Regions from separate parts of the Sus scrofa genome. Here all the other regions are linked to region 2. The links are chromatin contacts, called in public HiChIP or PLAC-seq maps. All regions are on one chromosome and are shown on one strand. The core of a region is the stretch at or near the end of the contact, and the rest is flanking DNA. Distances in the headings are between cores, read along the strand shown. Region 1 has its middle 510 kb from the start of NYAP2. Region 2 has its middle 450 kb from the start of IRS1. Region 3 overlaps IRS1 (insulin receptor substrate 1). Region 4 has its middle 530 kb from the start of NYAP2. Region 5 overlaps LOC102164493 (a long non-coding RNA gene).

The links. HiChIP or PLAC-seq counts read pairs in DNA pulled down with a chosen protein or histone mark.
Region 1: a contact with region 2 is called in an H3K27ac HiChIP or PLAC-seq map of skeletal muscle. The contact joins two enhancer-like sites. A contact is called at or near these places in 2 of 2 datasets of contacts at active chromatin or transcription factors (alveolar macrophages and skeletal muscle).
Region 3: an H3K27ac HiChIP or PLAC-seq map of skeletal muscle shows a contact between it and region 2. The contact joins two enhancer-like sites. A contact is called at or near these places in 1 of 47 Hi-C or Micro-C datasets (embryonic fibroblasts) and 1 of 2 datasets of contacts at active chromatin or transcription factors (skeletal muscle).
Region 4: a contact with region 2 is called in an H3K27ac HiChIP or PLAC-seq map of skeletal muscle. The contact joins two enhancer-like sites. A contact is called at or near these places in 1 of 47 Hi-C or Micro-C datasets (embryonic fibroblasts) and 1 of 2 datasets of contacts at active chromatin or transcription factors (skeletal muscle).
Region 5: a contact with region 2 is called in an H3K27ac HiChIP or PLAC-seq map of alveolar macrophages. The contact joins two enhancer-like sites. A contact is called at or near these places in 1 of 47 Hi-C or Micro-C datasets (embryonic fibroblasts) and 1 of 2 datasets of contacts at active chromatin or transcription factors (alveolar macrophages).

What each region holds. Positions count from the first base shown.
Region 1 is chr15:127,541,433-127,544,132 of Sscrofa11.1, forward strand. It overlaps the pseudogene LOC110256922. Among named protein-coding and RNA genes, the nearest start is that of NYAP2, 510 kb to the left of the region's middle. Within about 2 kb of position 1,284, at least 3 of the 83 cell types and tissues checked have an H3K27ac peak or open chromatin away from gene starts, as enhancers often do. A contact at or near this core is called in skeletal muscle, where this site is marked.
Region 2 is chr15:127,851,266-127,853,965 of Sscrofa11.1, forward strand. No RefSeq gene overlaps it. Among named protein-coding and RNA genes, the nearest start is that of IRS1, 450 kb to the right of the region's middle. Within about 2 kb of position 1,261, at least 5 of the 83 cell types and tissues checked have an H3K27ac peak or open chromatin away from gene starts, as enhancers often do. A contact at or near this core is called in alveolar macrophages and skeletal muscle, where this site is marked.
Region 3 is chr15:128,251,876-128,254,575 of Sscrofa11.1, forward strand. All of the region lies in intron 1 of IRS1 (insulin receptor substrate 1), which reads right to left. Among named protein-coding and RNA genes, the nearest start is that of IRS1, 54 kb to the right of the region's middle. Within about 2 kb of position 1,361, at least 15 of the 83 cell types and tissues checked have an H3K27ac peak or open chromatin away from gene starts, as enhancers often do. A contact at or near this core is called in skeletal muscle, where this site is marked.
Region 4 is chr15:127,557,889-127,560,588 of Sscrofa11.1, forward strand. No RefSeq gene overlaps it. Among named protein-coding and RNA genes, the nearest start is that of NYAP2, 530 kb to the left of the region's middle. Within about 2 kb of position 1,268, at least 54 of the 83 cell types and tissues checked have an H3K27ac peak or open chromatin away from gene starts, as enhancers often do. A contact at or near this core is called in skeletal muscle, where this site is marked.
Region 5 is chr15:128,153,834-128,156,533 of Sscrofa11.1, forward strand. LOC102164493 (a long non-coding RNA gene) reads right to left here. Exons shown (of 5, transcript XR_001301648.2): 4 at 98-254. Among named protein-coding and RNA genes, the nearest start is that of IRS1, 150 kb to the right of the region's middle. Within about 2 kb of position 1,303, at least 25 of the 83 cell types and tissues checked have an H3K27ac peak or open chromatin away from gene starts, as enhancers often do. A contact at or near this core is called in alveolar macrophages, where this site is marked.

The sequences.
Region 1 (2,700 bases), core at 34-2,533, 310 kb before region 2:
TTGCTCTAAAAATACATCTTAATAAAAGAAATCTTGATATTAAAAAAGAAAGTGTACCTAGGTTAATGAGCTAAATCCAACTTGGACAATTGATGTCCATTTGTGAAATGGGATCCTTGGATTATCATGCCCCAAATCTAAGCTCCTTTGAATGATGTGTCATTCTGTATTTTTGAAATCAAGAGTATGAAAAGAACATAAAAACATGCCTAGTTCAAACTGGTCTTTTTATTGTGCGGGGCGGGGGGAGAAAATTGTTTTAAAGTGAGAAAATAAAAAATACAGAGAGAAAAAGAAAGAGGAACAATTTCAACTATTGTGCAATGACATTTATCACCCTTTGATATGCTCCACTTGCATTTGGCTTACAGTTCACACTATTTAGTGTCTAAATTTCCTATTTGTGCAAACTGTTCTGCACACTTCAGTCAATTATGTAGCTTCCTCCACTTTCAGAAAGGTAAAGCACAGTTAGGAAGGTCAGGATGATTTTACCTCTAAACTGAGGAATGTCTGCATCAAAGGAACCTTCAAGTGACCTTAGCCATGCTCTGATCACTAACTCGTCTTGATTTAGCATGATGACATATATCATTTTCAGCAGAAAACTTCAAAGATAACAGGGTTCTGGGTGGCTATGATGGATGCTAAGTGATGACATTCCAACTCTGATGCTAATTATTTATTTTGAAGTTATTAACACACATTACACAATCTGTTTTTTAAGAGGTTTTCATGAAGAAAGGAATACAGAAATAAGGTTTCAATTTAAAAAGCCACATTTGCAAGCATATTACACATACTTTCCAATACCCAAGGACTGAGATTTTTAACAGTATTTTACATATCTATTTTTTTCTCAATAGGAAGAACAACAACTTAAAATACTATCAAATAACTATATGGAATCATATAAGTAAATTCTGTAGCTAAATAATAGTCACAAAGCTAGATATGTGGATTAATATTTATATTTAGTGCCATGAGAAAATATCCATGTCATATTAAGTATTAAATGAGATTACAAAATGTGTGGAATCATGATTTCATTTGTTTGTGTCATATGTGTGTATATAGAGAGATACATAAGCATAAATATGTATATTCAACAACATATATGCATGCATACATACAAATAGTTTTGAGTCTCTTTGTTTTCAGATTCTTTCCTCACATGTCCTTGTGGGTCAGAATTATTTTCTTCCTCTTTCATATAGTTTATAGATGTGTGTGGCCAAAGTGTTTTTTCCAGGCAGAGCTTCTGATATTTTTTCCTGGGGCAGGGTTTCCGACAGCTGTTCTGCCTTCTCAGCGGCTCCAATTTCCATCAGGCAGGCCCAGCACAATCCTATTTTCTCTGGCTTGATTCTAGCTTCTGACACAGATTCTCACCCTTGGGTCCCTCAGACGCTTTCTTCTCCCTTTGTTCCTTTAGCTTAAGTTTGATGATGACTTCATCTGGTTGTTATATTGCTTCCAGTTTGGTTTGGTGGGGGCTGGGGGGGGGGTTCTTCCATCTCCAGTGGAAATAATATTCACTCCTCTGGTTTTATTTCCTAAGGGTTCCTATGTTGCTGTTGGGTCCTGCCTCATGGGTACACACCCTCAAACACCCAGACACACAGAAAAGTGCTGAAACCGATACTGGCTTCCAGGCCATCTTAGTCCATGACCCACTCTGTTGAGACTCATGCTAAATTTCTTCCTAGACTGAATTTACCCTGGTCTGGAATGTTTAAAGAATTTTGGCTTAAGTGGCACTGTCTACACTTGGGAAGACCAGTGTGCTCCTTGAATTTTCTGCTTATTTCTAGAATCTAATAGGCCTGTGGCTTCTTGCTTGCTTCTGCTCTCACTGGACTTGATCATATTTATCTTTCTGCTATTACTTATGGAGAGCTGTTTAATTTCTTTGTCTTCTTTCTTGAGAGCATGCCTTCTGGGCCTCTTCCTTCTCCTTCAAAGTGGCCCATTAATGTGTTTTACTAAATAAAGAGATCCTTTCCTAAAAAATCTCTAGCACCAACTGCCAAAATATAAAACAATTATTTTCTTGTATAATAACAAAATGACTCTTGTTTTATAACTATTTCTAACCTGTCTCCAGGGACAATTTCTGATGATGAGATCACGGATGACCTTTATGTTAATTTTTAATTATTTTATTAATTTTTTTTCTTTTCCAGCCACACTAGAAGCATACGGAAGTTCCTGGGCTAGGGATCAAATCCTAGCTGGAGCTGAAACCTATGCCACAGCCGAAGCAATGCTGGATCCTTAATCCACTGTGCCACGATGGGAACACTTTAAATTATTTTCATAATGAGCTCGTATTACTTGTGTGATTAAAATAACTCTGCCAACCACAATAACTCTTTGCATTTTTCTAAAGAAATAAACTAGCTCTGAGTTCAGAATATGTAAACTAAATTCACCACTGCCTCAAACATTTTTCAAGCAAAGGTGTAAATTATTTGCCATATAAACTTTAGGATTAAATGTTTAATGAAAGAGGGCTAGAGGGCAATTTACTCATTTCTCCAAATAGAAAAAGGTGATTATTGTTATAGAATAATTATTTAGCTTCTGCAGAATAGTGTTTTGTCATGGGCTTTGTCTTAAGATTAGTTCTTAATTTTTAATAGTGGTATAAAGTGATAAGAAAAGTAAAGAACAGAGAAACACTTGTGGATGTATTAT
Region 2 (2,700 bases), core at 11-2,510:
AATTACTACTTAAAATAAAATCTATAGGTATAAACTTGTCCTATATACCTGTAACTCTATGCCTGTAACAATGTTACTTTTACTAGAATGGTCAGGGAAATTCTGTCAGAAGAGGTAGCAATGAGCTTATGCTAACAAGCTCAGAAGAACATGACATGTATATAAAGAGCTGTCTTTAGCCAAAATGCTCAGGGGATGTAGAATCTGGGTTATTCAAATGTTATGAAAATTGAGAGTTGCCCAGGGAGCCATTTCTGTTTCTGCCCTTTTTATGGGCATATAATACTCCCCTTCCATAGCTACACAGGCTCAATCAAGATGAATTGTGTTCTGTTTAATTGGGGGCCCACTATGCCAGTGGCGTAGGTCCCATCTTATGTCTGGGTTTAGAGTTATCTCTGGGTTTGAGATGGGGCACACCTACCAGGAGGAGGTGATGCGACTAGAGGCATAGCTTGGTGGCTGAGAGATTTCGGAGGCCCCAGATCTCTCGGGCAAGACCCCAGAGCAGCATCTGACACAGAGCTGATGCTCCATATCAGCTAAAAACAGAAGGAATGGATAAAACCTCCTGAGCATCAACCTCAACTCCTGTGATGTCAGATCAAGAATAAATAACCAACAAAGTTGCACAAGGCTTAAATGAGGCCAAGATATTTCGTTTAGGCCTAGGCTCATGGAAGGCACCAAAGAGACAGTAGCCACAATGATGAAGAGGAGGGGGCTGGGAAGACATATGTGATGGCCTTCATGTGTATTTCTCTGCAGAGATGAGCATGTGGCCCTTGGTTTGCAAGCTAATTCAGCATTAGTACTTACAAGACACCCATATGGTGTGTGAGGGTGTTAATCACTATGGACAAGGCCTTGGACATATTATTTGCCATTCATCCTTGTGTCTCAGACTCCTAAGTACACTTCATGCTTAATAAATATCTGACACAACTAGTTTATTTAGTTCCTTCTTGCACACCCTACAGAGTGTCACTCTTCAGGAAAGTGACCTCTGTCATTCTATTTTTCTTTCCTTTTTTTTTTTTTTTTTTTTAGACTGAGGCTTTGCCTTCTTCTTCAATCAGAGTGATAGTAAGTGAAAAGCATTGGGAGTCTCTGTCCTCAAATGGAACTCACTAACTTCAATGTCACAGTCCATCAGGAACTGAAATGTGACTTGTAACTGCCGCAGCTTTCCCCAAGCCCAGAGAAGAAATGAGTTACCCTTTGGGTGGGTTGTGCAAGAAGAAAAGCCAGCCTGTTCCAGGAATAGCCACATCCAGGAGAAACAGCAGCAGCTGTGGGTGGCTCTCAGTGACTTGGCTCTGACTGTAAGGAAGACCGAGACGCATAAATTCTGAGGGTGGTTTTGGAGCCAGTTAAGCTCCTAAAGGGGAAGCCCAGTGGATGGACAGGACTGTGATTTGTTGCTGCCTGCTACAAATATGAGTTGGGCTCCTTGAAAGCTGGAACCCTGCTTAATTTACTTGTCAAGTAGCCTGATGGATTTGTCCATAGAGTTTTTAAATAGAAGATAAAGCTCTTTACTTTGCGTGCCTCTTCCCTGCAGTGGGAAACGTATCCATCACTTGCCTAGATCGATGTGGCTAATTCAAGACTTCAGCCCCACCCCGTTGACTACTCTATCTCTACTGTGTAAATATCATTATTTGGAGTGGAATTTAAAGATTGCCCATTGTGTTTTCAGCTTGTTTTCCAATGAAGGCTCTAGGGAGCAGAATCCACAGTGTCCTCTCTGGAGGTCTGTGGGCATGTCCAGCGGCGGCAGTGGTGCCATCAAAGAGGCTCAGATGTAGAGATCTAGATGGACTTGGGGAGCAGGGGAGCTTACAGAGGTGAATGCTCAGCCTACACCTTGATTTCTCGCTATTTTTCAATCTTATTTAGCCCACACTCCCAAGGACTCTATACATTTTTATTTTTATTTTCTTTGATTTTTAAAATACTGTATTAGAGTATAGTTGATTTACAATGTTGTGTAAGTTTCAAGTGTATGTTACCAAGGGGGAATAGTGGGGGGGAGGGATAAATTAGGAGGTTTGGATTAATATATATATATACACACACACTATCTTAGCCATATTAAATAGATATACAAATATACCTATACACTATATAGATCTACTATATATGTATATACATATATGCACATATATATATATATATATATATATACTTATCTGTATAAAATAGATAAGTAACAGGATACTGTATAGCACAGGGAAATCTATTCAAAACTCTGTATACTCTTACTCTCTCCTTAGGAAGGCTTTTGAAGCAGGGATTAAAAAAACACAACTCAGAGTTTCCTGGTCTCCATGAAATATAAGGAAAAGAAACATGAATTCCAAGTGCAGAATATCTATTAATTTGCAACTCTTTGACTATGCCTTTCAATAGAGACTGAAGAATCCAATATAAAATCACTAATAAATACTGAATGTGCCTGTTTGATTTGTAGTTTTATAGCCGCTGTAAGTGTATGCCTGAATGTGAATTTATATGCCATCTTCTTTATCCTTCATTTGCAAGCTATAATGTATAATTCTATTTGTTCCAGCAAGGTGAACTGAATACAAAAACCCCCCATTCAGTAGAATATTTACTTTGCTTCTTTTAAAAACTGCTTATTTTTTAACAATGGAAACAGATAATTGAATTCAAGTTCCTTTGGCAGAAAAAAAA
Region 3 (2,700 bases), core at 111-2,610, 400 kb after region 2:
TATTCTATAGTTAATGTCAAAAATGTTTAAGCAGAGAGTTAATGTTTTAATCCTATGTAGATCTTTCCCGTTCTGAAAAAAAAAAATCTGTGAGAAGATAAAATGTCAACCAACTCTTGCAACTTCCTGGTATTCTATCCTTTCGCGTGCTCCCAATTCACTATGTATATGGAGAAGTAGGACAGTTTGAAAGGAGAAAAAAACCCTCTGGCTTCCTGGGTTTGGTTTCCCAAAGCGTTAAGTCCTGAAGGGAAGGGCACAGGCAAAGTATGCAGAAGAGCCAGGAAGGTGGGGCAGGGGGGACTCTTCTACAAGGAGGAGGTTACCTTAAGCTGGGATTTGAAGAAGAAAAAAGGTGGAACGGATGTGAGAGCAGAGAGGCGGTGGGTACCTTTGCGCCTTGCAGGATGCTAAGCATAGAGCGCCTATGACATCTCTCTATATGCTGTCTTCCCAGGTCCGTTGATTCCTTACTTCACACAATTGTATTCCACTGTATACCGTTACCTATGACCACAGATCATTTCTTCAGCCACCTCTTTGATGCTAATGCAATTAATTCACAGCACCACTGATTTAGAGCTGACCAAGTCTCCTACAATGCTTACCTGTAAGAAAACACCTTATAAAAACACTGCAAAAGTACTCTGTTTCTCGGAGTACTTGACGTCTGAAAAATGGGCCCAGTAATTTCTCTCCAATCATCAGTATCAAATACATTGATAGTTCTGGTAGTATACCAGTGCTCCTCATTTTAACATTTACCACGCAGTCTTGGATGGATAGGTGAAAGCACGGACCCACCTGATGGACAGTCAAACCTTTTATGAAAGGAATTTCCTGCCTTAGAGCTTGGCTTCCACTATGTGGTTTCAACGGTAGCATCTAAGGAGAAAGCAGCAGGCCCAGCCCAGGTGTTGGCTGTGGTGACCACCCGAGGAAAAAGGAAATGCACGTTCAATCCAGAGAGCTTCAAGTGCGGGCCAAGGGGAACTGCTCTGCTCTTCCCAGGGTACGGCTGGGAAGTGTGGGGGCAAGCTGAGACTCTGCAAAAGCTCAGATCTAAATAGTGAAAAAGCATTCTGTTTTAAAGCTTTCCGGCCATTATCCCCAAAGAGAAAAAAGAAAAAAATCAAGATCTAGTTGAACTAAAGAAAGAAAGTCAGAGGTGAGACCAAGATGTTTGCTACTTTATGTTGACAGGAGGAGAGGGCCATCGTAGCTAAAGAAAGGAAACCAACATCTTTTAAAATAGGCCAGAATTGAGCTGGAAAGACTTGGTTTCATGGTCTTAAATGGCAAAGGGTAACCGACCGGCCAAGCCAGTGCTTTAATGGAGCTGCTTACATAGCACTTTTGCCTGGTGCGAGTCACATGGGCAGGGCTGGTGAAAATAACAAGGTTGCTGGCCAGCCCTTCCAGCGCACAGAGTTGCCAAGGAAGGAAATTCAGGGAGAGGTGCCAACATGTGAGAGGCCATCTCGCTCCAGTTCCCCTTTTGTCCCAGGAAAGACCTTCTGGCAGGGCTGGTGACTTCAGGGGACCACCAATGAAGGAAGGCACATGTATTATGCAAAAGAAAGAGAGGGAGAGGGAGGACCCCAGGAGCCAACCACCACGCCTGCAGGCTCCGGGCTCCTGCTGCGGTCCAGCACCAAGGACTCCTCCTTCCCCGGCAACAAAAGGCAGGAGGAGGGTCCAGAAACTTTTCGGAGGGCCAGGACTCACAGAGAAGATAGATTTCAAGAACAACGACAGAGCGTCCTCAACAATGCAAGTATTCCACCACTGATCTAGTAAGGAAATCTGAATAACCAATCAGAAATCGTTTAAGCCAAAGGATAGGCACTTCTGTTACCACTCCTTTTATGAAAGACAGAGCATGCTGATAAAGCAAAAGGTAACTGAAAGATGAAGCAAATGGGGGGTCAACCCCATAAACATCTCCCCCCGAAATGTAAATCAAAATGTCTCAGATCTCTCTTCTGCCTAAACTCGTTTTTTTTATGTTATTTTTTGCTTTTTAGGGCCGCACCCATGGCTTATGGAAGTTCCAGGCTAGGGGCTGAATCAGAGCTGCAGCTGCTACAGCCACAGCAATGCAGGATCTAAGCCGAGTCTGGGACCTACACCACAGCTCACGGCAACACCAAATCCTTGACCCACTGAGCAAGACCAGGGATCAAACACACATCCTCATGGATATTAGTCGGGCTTTGTTTCTGCTGAGCCACAACGGGAACTCTTCTGGCAAAATTCTAATATGTCCCCACATACCTGACAGTCAAGGTAGAGGAACTCAGAAAAAACAATGCAGCATTTCAAGTCAGGCCACATGTGCTGGGGGAAAGGAAGCTTTCATTTTAACAGAGCTCAACCAAAATCAACTGTTACCTGAAGACCTGAAAATAACATGATATCATCTTCCCGACCCGAGTAAGAAAGTCATAAAAGTCGCGCTTTCTTCTGCTTTCATGGGAATTATTTCTGCCGTCTATTTTCCCCAACAGGAATTAAAATTCCAGTTCTGAGGCTTATACTGTCATTTCACATCAGGTTTTTTGGGGTTTTTTTTGTTTGTTTGTTTTTGTAATATTCAGAAATACAGGACAGAAGTTTTATGTGTCTGGCTCTGACACAAACCGGTAGACTTCAAATAACATCACAACTTGGTTTGCAATGTGGTGTAGGTTTAGCAAA
Region 4 (2,700 bases), core at 18-2,517, 290 kb before region 2:
CTACGTTTATCTTTGAATCCTGGTACTAGGTTTAAAAAAACAATCCAACAAAATATAACTACCTTATGATTAAATAAAGAGTTTAGAGTATGGACATTTCAAAATGTGAATTTAGGTAAAAATTAATTTGCTTATTCAACTCGCTCATCGCCCAAAGCTTTAGCTGATAAAAACTGTTGTAAGTTTGCGCGTGTATGTACCTGATTCTCAGGCAAAATAAATTATACGTTATTTCCCACTTCATTCAAGCCTCGCAGCTTCGTTGCATCTCTAAGTGTAAAGATCATGTTTCTCTAACCAGAAGGTGCAGTTCATACACGGGGCTGAAGCCTAACATTTTCTTCCTTATTGTGACATCAAACCCTGCGTTAACGCTAATAAAGCATCTGAGGTCCTTTCCACATTAGAAACCTCCGCAGTCCTTACCCTTACCTAAACTGCTGGGAATCTTCGTTTTTACAACAGGAGTCGCTTGCCTCAGTAAAGTGCATGCTAACAGTTTGCCCTGTTATCCAGGAAAAGAGAAGTTCTACCCAAATCCCAAGAGGGCCTTAAACTTTATTTGCGAGGTTAATTAGACTCACACAAAGTTCGCTACCTTCCCCAAAGGAGGACTTCGCTTAAAAATGTCCTCCGACGGACCATCCATCGTGTGCTAATACAAGACAGAGGCAGCAACACTGGGAAAGAAAGAGTAGAATTTCTTTTCTTTACTTGTATGATGAGAGAGAATGTCTATTTTGTCTGTGGGAAGGAATGGGTAGCATTCTCTGTCTCTCTCTCTCTCTCCGTATATATATATATATATATATATACACACACATTTTTTCCCTCCCGAATAAAGGAAGTGAGGCCGATCTCTCGCTATTTGATCCTAATCCCTGCTCTCCCGCCTCGAGTGGCCAGGGAGCACCCTCTCTTTTTAATAAAAGGCTGGCCGAGCAAGCCATTCACGCTCTCTCCTTTGATCACCTCCGAGCTGTCAGCCCGTGCTGCTGTTTTCCTCCCAGCTCTTGTTCCTGCCTAAAAGTGGAAGTAATACCCCCTGAAAGAAATACCCTAGGTGTCCTGCACAGCATCAATCTATTTCTTCTTTCACTTCTTTTATCCTGAGGCCCACCCTCCCAGCTTGAACAAATCCCCTCTTCCTCCTGCCTCCCCTCTCTGCAGAATCCCGGTGCCTTTGGAGACTCCCTCCTCTGCGCTGGGTTGACCCCCCACCCCTCCACCCCGGCCCGGCTGTCTGAGACGCTACCACCCGGCCAGACGGGGGAGGCACCGCCCCGCGCCTCCCCTGCCCGCGGGGAGCCGGGTCCCGCAGGCATCTGTGTTCGCGTGTGCTGCCTTTGCTTTCTGGAAGGCACGCATTGTTTTCCTCTCGACGCAGCCTTTCGTTGACCCTCCCAAATTCCTCCCCCCTCCTCCCTCTTCCCTCCCCCCCCCCCCGCCAGGGACTTGGGATGGCCCCGCGGACTGCCCCCCACCCGGCTCCTCCGCCGCCGCTGGCTGGCGTTGGCGTTTGGGTCTCAAGCTGCAGCCTTGGGCAAGGCTGCGACCCAGCTCCCACTTTGCTGCGAGCATTTGCAGAGGCGGCTGCTTCCAGACAGGGCACTGAACATGTTTTCCAGCGCGTGTTCCCGTCTCTTGTTTACAGCTGAGATTATAAGCAATCTGCGTCCCCTCTTATCATCGTGTCAGGCAGTGATATATAGTTTGTAAATATTATCCAAAGGAAATAATTTGCAAAGGCAAACAATTACAAGCAGAGTATATGGACCATGAGGTTTGTCCTTAAATGTGTTTACCAGAAGGAGAGGAAAGGGGGCTGGGGAATGGGGAAATTGTGGGGGAGGGAGGGGCATTACTCCAACGGATTCTGATTCTGTGACAGTGACATAACTAATTAAACTTAATGTTGCCTAAAAGCCTCTGCTCTCTTCCTGAAATTGCTCGAAAGTATGCATTATTTAAAAAAAAAAAAAATGATGTAGAAAGGGGAGGACTTCAAATGACTGAATGCAACTCATTGTGCTGGCTCAAAAATGTCAAACTGCAGTGGAAAGAAATACAGCATTGCAGGCTGGTGTGCTGAGGCCCTAGCTAGGGAAGCTGGATCTGCTAAGTGGAAAATTCCTGCGGAGGACGTGTTTCCATTTCCAATGGGAAGAAAGAGGGTGTTGTTGGAAGCTGGCAATTCTTTGTAAAATACAGAAAACACAGGGAAGATGACAAAATGACCTCACTGAACTCTGAGAAATTAAGCAAACAAATAGTTGCAGCCAACATACTACATTCTTATAGTGCCTGTGCCTGAATAAAAAGGCTGAGCGACATGTTCAGTTAGAGGCTGAAATCTCAGCTCTCCCTCCCCCCTGCCCCCCGCCCCAGGTCTCCTGAGAGGAAAGAAATTATATTTTAAGAGCTGGCAAGGGTGGAAGAGCATGACTGTAGAAGCGTGTATATGAGGACGTGTGTGCTTGCGGTCATGTTGACTTTGCATCCGCGATACTAAAATGATGGTGGCACCTTTATGAGCAGAGGATTTCCGTCGGGGTTCCATTTTTCGGCTTGAAAGAACCTCAGCTCCTAAGGGGAGTCCACTGGGTTTTACTATCCAGGGCTGGTCTACTGTAAGAAGTTAGTGGGATGTCTTCAAAGGATGGGCTGAGTTCTATCAGGAAGCACTAGTCTTTAAGGTAG
Region 5 (2,700 bases), core at 53-2,552, 300 kb after region 2:
AAAAAAGAAAAAAAAAAAAACTTTTAGGCAGCCTGCCTTTCTGGGTATATATTGTTATAAACTGACAAAGTCCCTGAGGGATGTGGAATAAACTCACCAGGAGAGAGTTTCTGGGTGAGCCCTAACTCTTTCAGCTTTCAGTTGGGTCAGAACAGTTGCACCAGGAACCCCTGCACCTGTGTCACTTTGCAAGAGGTGATCTGCATGCCAGCAGGTCTGAGGCTAAGACGTGGATGGAGCAGGTACCAGAGAATCTGAAAGAAGGAAGGAGTCAGGGAGTGAGGAGGCCAGAAGAAAAGGTGTGGAATCTGCCTCCCACCCCACCCTCCGGACACCCGCCTCTGGCCCCCAGCTTGAGCCTCTGTGGAGAGAAGGCAGCTAAGGAAGCCAGGCGTGGGGGACGCTGTTAAACTCTGAGCACGGGGAGGGCCTGAAACTAAGGAAGAAAACAGTTTTTCCACCCCCTCCTCGGACCCTAGTTTCTGCTACAAATGGCAGCACAATCTGGCCCCTGAGCCCAGAGAAGCAGTCTTCCCAGGGGTGGGTCCAGCCAGAGGTCCCTAGAGGAATTGTTACAGGCCCAGGAAGGACACGCACCCATGACAAGGAAGGGCACTTTCTGGGGTGGGGGCTGTTAACATTTTCTAGGAGCTTCTGATGATAGAACTGCTGTCCTTGGGGTCTTCCGGTGCCTGTAATTCCACCTAGAAGCTGGGGAGCTCCAGGCATCCTGACCCCTTTGTATGTTAAGAAACCTTCTGGTTTCCTCTTCTTTTTTCCCCCAGGCCATACTCACCCCACCCATCTGGTCCCTCCAGAGGAATCAGCTCTAAGAAGGGCGTAGCTGGCCTGCGGGGCCTTTCTTATTTTAATTCAAGAGACTCAGTGGGTGGCAGAGTCAAGGCCCCCCCCACACCCACACACCGGGCGGTTACTGGTTGTGAAACTAGGCCTGTAAAACGGATGGTCAGACTCGGGTTGGGGGTTTTGCTAGTTTAGGGAGTTCCCGGTGTCTTAAATCACCCAGAATTGTTTACTGCAAAAGGCAGCCGTTTAATCTAAAACACAGACAGGCATAACTGCAGCCTTGCGCGTCTCCGCAGGTCTTGGCCGAGCCCATCTCTTACATCCTAAGCACTCTGAGTACCAAGTGACCTGAATGGCTCCAAGCCAAACAGTAATGTTTCCTTTCGCTGTTGTTGAGAAAGGCATTCAGGAAAAAAATTGAGCGCAATGAGGGCCTTCCTGTTCCGGCCTGTGGGCAGGCAGGCGTGTGAACCACCCAGCAAACGTGGAGTGAGTCATGCTAGCAAACAGGGAGCTTCCTTCGCCTTTGTCAAAGTCTCTCTGGAGGCCGCCGCAGGCAGGCTGCCCCACTGCCAATGCTCCAGGAGCCAAGCATCTTTAGAATCCATTCCTCCTACCTCACCAGGCACCAGGGGTTTCCTTGCTAACCACAGTCAGTGCTGATGCAGGGAAATGTCCCCAGCATGTTTTGCTTGGGAAAGGCCTTGACCTTACGTTTCCCTGCAGCCTAAAGTCACTTCTGCAAAGGAACTTGCAGAACCCCACTGGAGTTGCTCTAAGAAGATGCAGCATGTCTAAGTTTCATGGGCTTTTCATTACGTGGGTACACATGGTACCTCAGCTGTGGTCTAACACATACGGGGCTAATTGCAGGCCAGCCAGTGGTAGCTGCCCATGGAGGGCCAATAGCTGATGGAACTCTAATAAAACTAGTTGTATACAGAATTAATTACAATGAAGCCACACCTTACAATATAGTATGACCTTTAATTTTCCAGGCAATACAACTTAAATACTAAGAGTTGCACTGACATGTCCTGGATGCTTAAAAAATGCCTGGAGGGATATGGAATAGCCAATAGTTGGCTGGTAGTAGTAAAGGCAATTCCCTCTCTCTCTCCATCTCCTTACTTCCCCTCTCCCTCTCCCCAACCTCTAGAATTATTCTTTCTATGAATGGAAAAAAATATTCCATTTTATTCCTCCATGAATCCAAAGTTCCAAAAGATCTTTCTGAGTACAGTCCAATAGAGATGATAAACCTGACATCATTCCCTGTTCTAGGAGTGACTCCTTAACCAAATGTCCCTTAACCAAAAGTTAAACCAATTGATATTAAGTTTTAAAGCCTCATAGGACATGCCACCCCAAATATGCCACTTTGGTAACAGCACTTGAAAACAGCAAATGCAAAATTTCTGCACTTTTTCCTGTGTCTTGATGGTTTATTATTTTGATGCAAATGTGAGTTTGTAGTCCCATGAGAGTAAATAAATGAATTTTCTTTTTTGTTCAAAAAAAAAACCACAAGCAAACAAACAAACAAACAAACAAAACCCAGCACCTGAAAACAGCAAACGCAAGGAGGAGCTTTCTCTGGATTTTCCTTATCTGCCTCAAGACAGAGCTTCCAAAAGGAACTCAACTGTAAATCCCTTCCCCAGGAGTTTCATCAACCAGGGAAGATGGACTCATCACAGGAGGGGAGACTAGAAGTTGACATCACACCCAAACTTTGTCACAAACTCTCATGTCTCCCATCTATTTCTCGAAAAGCCCATTTCACTTTTTAAAAAATCGCTGAGATAGTATTTAAGCCTGAATTCTAAGCCGCTTCTTTGAGATACTCACTTTTCCTTGGACATCTCCCATGTATACGTAAGGTCTACATGT